2 separate regions of the Mus musculus genome follow, and region 2 is linked to region 1. The links are chromatin contacts, called in public Hi-C maps. All regions are on one chromosome and are shown on one strand. Each heading gives the region's core, a stretch centred on a gene start, on an enhancer-like site or on the middle of the called end of the contact. The rest is flanking DNA. Distances are from core to core; before and after follow the strand shown. Region 1 overlaps Pard3 (par-3 family cell polarity regulator). Region 2 has its middle 3.6 kb from the start of Gm26002.

Region 1 (2,730 bases), core at 93-2,592:
GGGTAGTCTTAACGAAAGTGTCTTTACGATTTTCGCATATAATTTGGGGTGTCTTGCTTGAGCACAAGATGCACTCAGCCTCTCTTTATAATCAGGAAACTGTTTTATGTTTATTAAATATATCACATTCCCTTCTTTTTCTTTTAATTAAAAACAGTGCTGTATTAAACGTATCTCACAATTCCCTAACTAGCAAGGGAAATGGTGCGTTATATAGAGTGACAGATGTTGTCAAATTGTCCTTTATAGGAATGCCATTTTCCTGATCTTTTTTTCTTTGAGGCATGGTTTGTCTATACATCCAAGACTGGCCTTGAACTAGCCATCCCACTGCCTCAGTCACCCGAATGGTAGATTTACAGGCGTGAACCACCATGTCTGGCCTCAGATACCCCTTTAAAGGTCCATATTATGTTAACTTCTATCTTCCCAGAGCACAGAGGCCTTGTAGAAGATCTTTTGAGGATCCTTGTGTTCAGCCTGTGTAGCACTTTGCCTGTAGTCTCTGCATCTTGAAATGAACAGGTTTGCTCAGTTCCCTGGGATCCTCAACACCTGCTGGCACCTGCTTGCTTGTGTGTGATTTCTATACAAGAGGATTGTTAGAATGTACGTCTGCTCCTTAAAGAGAATTGTGAGAGTGTTTGTGGAGGGAATATCACAGCCTGTTGTCTTTTGTTTATATATGTGGTATGTGATGCCCATTGGAGGCAAACCATGTGCTTGATGCATTATTATTTATGTCCTTAAAATCCCCCATAGCAGCGCTCCTTTTTTGAGTGGTCAGGGTGAGGGAAGCTTGAATGTGGTTTTCACTGCCTCAGGTGTGGTCCCTTTTCTACTCTATTAGGAACAAGGTTTCTAGTGTGTGTGTTTTCTGTGTTTTGTTAAAGGAGTGGCACTCATAACACACACCCATTCCGGAGGCATGCTTCTGGCAGAATCTTCATCTATCTTCAGGCCTGGCCATTTTTAGTTCCAAAGATAAGAATTCCAGAGCAGAGAGAATCTGAGATATTATGCTAATGGTGTTCCGATCCTAGGTGTGGTTATAAACAGTCTTCAAAATGACTCAAGTCATGCATCTTTCCTGCTGCTCAGAACTGTGAAAGAAACCTTTATAAAGCATGTATATGGTAACAAGGGAAAGGATGTCTTTGGATGGTTCATAACTGATTTCTGAATCAAAGATAAACATCCTTAGAGCTCAGCTTCACACATGATTTTGTGGCTGTTGCCCGGAGGGAAGTGGCTGGGCAGTTTTGTGGTTTACCTGGAGATGGAAGTCCTTTGTTTTGCTGTTGGGGCATTTCCTTCATGATCCAGAAGAGGTCGCTGTATGCCTGTAGTTGAAGGCTATTGCTGGATGATAAGTGACCCACGTCTGCATACTTTCGGGACGGAGCTGGTCTGTTTTGTGAAGATAGATTTTATTTTAAGATGTTGTCATAGAGGTTTCTGTAAGTGTTCAAACAGCATTGTGAGGCGTCTTTGGAGAACCCAGGTTCCCGCTGCCTGCCTGTTCTGACTAGAAGAGACTGCTTCGAAAGCCCCTTGATACCTACCCTACTTGGTTCCTCCCCTACAGACTTGATTTGACTTTTACGAAGGAAATCTTGCCAGTGTGAACCTATGGGTTAATTTTGATTTTTGATGTGTAACCTCCAAAAGCAACTCAGGCTTGTTAAGTTTTATTTATTTCAGAAAATTTAGATATTTCTTTACGTGCTCTGAATCCTGGAGAAATGGCTGCTGTACCACCTCCTCTTTTTGCAGACAGGCTCTCGCTGTTTTTCCCACTTTGGCCTGAGATGTGCTGTGTTGGAGCCCAGGCTGGCCTTGAACTCGTGATCTTCCTACTCAGCCTCTCAAGGTGGGAGTTTGTGCCACTGTTGTGTGAATATGGCTGCATCTTAGAGCACACATCCTAGCTAGAGGGTCCACTCTCTCCCTGCCCACCCTCCACTGTGTCTTAGGAAGCATCACTCTGTCCTCATCACCTTAACAAATGTTACGTTCTGTAGACCTGCCCTTGCTAGTGTTCTCTTTTCTTAAAGCTGCAATTAATTTGTGTATATGTTTATACACGTGTGTGCTTGCTGATTTTACTCTGGATTTTTCTTACGTGGAGGTTTTGAAAGTGAGTAGACAGGTCTGTAGTGACATGCCAGCAGAGTTGTTTTATACCAATCGAATAACAGGGTACTACTAAATCTTTAGAGGTGATCTCTTCATCATTTCCCCCCATTCTGTTTAGCCTTTTCTCCTGGTCCTCCCCCCTTTCTGCTCTGCTTTGAGTTACCACTAGAGGGCAGCGCAACAACACATCATTCTGTGAGAGCCTCCTTGTTTCTCAGTTGGCAGGTGTGAGGGACACTTTTGAGAACAAAGCACATTATTACTGAACACCTAAAACCCAGTGGCAAAGCAGCACAGTGAATTCAAACACACGATATGGAAAATTCCCAGCATTCCCGTGGCAGGGCTCTGGGGTAAGGCTTCACACACAGGGCCACTTGCAATCAAGAATGACACTTGTGGGTGGAACGAGCCTTAATGCTAGTGGGTACTGTCATTGTACAACTTCAAAATGCGTGTCAGGCCTTTGATAGTGATGGTTTTTTTTTTTTTTTTTTACTTCGTTTTAAAATCCACCCTTTGACTTGTTTCAAGATGTCAAGATAGGAAGAGTTAGCCAAGAAAAAGCCTGTGCATAGCTGGCTTCATCTT
Region 2 (2,730 bases), core at 165-2,664, 1.5 Mb after region 1:
GCGTGGATGGGAACTGAGAGTATAAAAGAGTGAGAGGCCCAGGGTTGGGGGGGGGGGGGGAGATATAAACAAGGGAGATATATAAACAAGGGAGATATAAACAAGAAGAAACAGGACTGAATAAACGTGTGCAGAAGGATCCTGTTGCAGCATTGTTCTTCCTGGCCAGTTGAGCGCGCGCAAGACAGCTGAGCTTAAGTTTTATGTTTTCACCAATAAGGAATTCTGGAAGGGAATAGATAATGAAGGCCATGACTGTGGTGTTATAAAATGAGGCCAGGTTGGTTATAGTGCAGTAAATAATCTGTCACCTTTGCTTCTCTGCATATGTGTAGGTGCTCGTGTGTATGCACGTATATATGGGGGGCTTAGGTTGATGTTGGGGTCTCTCTCATCTTATGTTTTGAGACAGGATCTCTCACTGAACTCGAAGCTCATCAATTTGGCTAGGCTGGCTGGCCCCAGGAACCCTGTTTTCATTTCCTGTGGTTGCAGGCATCTGCCATCATACACAGCTTTACCAGGGCACTGCAGACTGAATAAAGTCCTCATGCTTGCAAGGCAAGTAAGTGCTTTTCCTGACTGAGCTGTCTCTCTGTCATGATCAACTTCTGCTTGTCAGAGTAAGGGCATATCTGGGTGGGAAGGGCAGCAGGGCTATTCTAGTGAAGAGGGAAATCAGGCTGAAAGGCCCTGTGGGAGGGCTCTACCAACCTCAGAACTGCCTTGGTTTCCCTGTCAAAGTTTTGGTTTGTTTTTGTTTTCCCCAGCACTGACTGGTGCAGGCAAGGCAAACACTACCATGGAGCTACATTCCTAGGTCTCTTTTTACACTTTTTAGTTTCAGTCTCACTAAGTAGTTCTTGTTGGCCTGGAACTCAACTCCATAGCCCAAGTTGATTGGCCTTGAATTTGCGATTCCATTGGCTCAGTCTCTACTGGGATTCCACACAGGCTTGTTTCATTGGGCCAGTTTAAGCATTTTTTTTAAAACCAAATAACCAGGAAAAGTATTTTCAAGGATGATGAGATCATTTTCAAAAGACGTCCTAGTCACACGCATTTCCTTTAAGCTTCTTGTGATTTGGTGATTCCGAATGGCCTTTGCTTTTCTGGGGTCAGTCTCACTAGGGAACAGAGGAAGCTTTAATTCCGGGACTAATTAACCAGCTGGGTTCTGCGCTACTCTCCAACATCCTGGAACTTCCTCTCTCTTGCTCCTTGTATGAGTGTGTGTGTGTGTGTGTGTGTGTGTGTGTGTGTGTGTGTGTGTGTGTGTGTGTGTGTGTGTGCAATTCCATGTTTACAGCTAAGCCACGTGACCCTGGACAAACCCTCCATCTGTGGGCCTGAGAGCCTCGCAAATACCGCTACTGGCTGAGCGGTCAGGAGGAACTAGCACACTGGCTGGAATAAGGGCGCGGCGCGGTGCTGCGATGGCAGCTTCACTACTGTGCAGCAGGCGCCTGTCAGGCTGGCTACTTCTCAGCAGTACTCAGAGCTTGCATCGCTACAGCTGCCTTAACAATAACCCTCCCAGTTGGTAACAGAGAAGACTGCAGCCAGTGTCAGAAAGTTTATGTTAGGGTGATGTCACTTTCCAGCCTTCCCGGGAAGCTAGTGGCTTATGCTAGTGAGCAGTATTACCATATATAGAAAGAAAACAGCCTGGTGGAAGGGGGATGGGAGGGGTGGGGAGACTGAACGGGAAGAGAAGAAGCAGCGGATAGAGAAGCCTGAGCCAGCTGCCATCTGTAGGAGACTGGGCCCCAGGGTCAGGAGGAAGTCAGTTCTGGGCTGAAGGCATTCTACTAACTGATAGGGGCTATGATGAAGGCAGGCTAGAAAAGGGAACCTCACAAATGTCAGCATACCCAGAAAACCCAATTGCCAGAAGGGTGGTAAACAGTTACTAAATTTTGGGAGAACTGATGCAAAAGGCTTTCCACACCTTAAAAATGAAAGGTTGACATTACTATATTTTATATTTTCTTTCCTTTTTTTTTTTTTTTAATCTTTTCCAGGGTCAAGAATGCATCCATGTCCTGGTAGGTGCTAGGCAAGTGCACTACCATGCAGCTATATGCCCAGCCTGCTTGCCCCAACCCCATATAAATAATTAGAACACTCAGCTGGAGAGTTGCTGAAGTCTATTGTAGCAAGAAGGCTAAGGTAGGAGGATCAAACATTGCAAGTTCCAGGTCAGTATGGACTACAGAGTGAGACTATCTAAAATAAAAATAATAGGAAAAGCTTATGATCTTAAACAAAATTCTCTATGACTAACATACATTGCTAAAAATTAAAAAGCAAACTCAGTTACAGGCCACACCTGAGGCAGCCTAGCTGACAGGGAGAAATCTGAATTTTGTTTGGTTTGGTTTTCGAGCCAGGGTCTGTTATAGCTCAGGCAGGTCTCAACCTCACTGTCTTGAACTTCTGAACCTCTGACTACATCTCCTAAGTGCCGTGATCATATGCAGGTTCCAAGAGGTAGAGACTTGACTACGTAACAAAGGCTCTAAAGTGTTGCTGTTTATTCCTACTGGTCATTTTTGTTAACATGGGCACACTATACACCCTCACTTTCCAGGCATAAAGTCTGCACCATCCTCTCTGGGGTTGTAGCACTCTATTCCGTGGTTATAACGTAAAGCTTTTGAACTTCTTATAAGAAATATATTCTTAGCTTTTAAATGTTTTCATCACATAATACTATTACCTGATGAC

What was found. A called contact is a pair of places that touch in the nucleus more often than the background predicts.
Region 2: a contact with region 1 is called in a Hi-C map of cortical neurons, with 8 times the contacts expected there. The contact joins two enhancer-like sites. A contact is called at or near these places in 3 of 39 promoter capture datasets (cranial neural crest, hippocampal neurons and second pharyngeal arch cranial neural crest), 4 of 484 Hi-C or Micro-C datasets (the N1E-115 cell line, cortical neurons and myocytes) and 1 of 115 datasets of contacts at active chromatin or transcription factors (differentiating embryonic stem cells).

Annotation. Positions count from the first base shown.
Region 1 is chr8:127,189,214-127,191,943 of GRCm38.p6, forward strand. All of the region lies in intron 2 of Pard3 (par-3 family cell polarity regulator), which reads left to right. Among named protein-coding and RNA genes, the nearest start is that of Pard3, 130 kb to the left of the region's middle. Within about 2 kb of position 1,343, at least 8 of the 459 cell types and tissues checked have an H3K27ac peak or open chromatin away from gene starts, as enhancers often do. A contact at or near this core is called in cortical neurons, where this site is marked.
Region 2 is chr8:128,653,252-128,655,981 of GRCm38.p6, forward strand. No RefSeq gene overlaps it. Among named protein-coding and RNA genes, the nearest start is that of Gm26002, 3.6 kb to the left of the region's middle. Within about 2 kb of position 1,415, at least 341 of the 459 cell types and tissues checked have an H3K27ac peak or open chromatin away from gene starts, as enhancers often do. A contact at or near this core is called in cortical neurons, where this site is marked.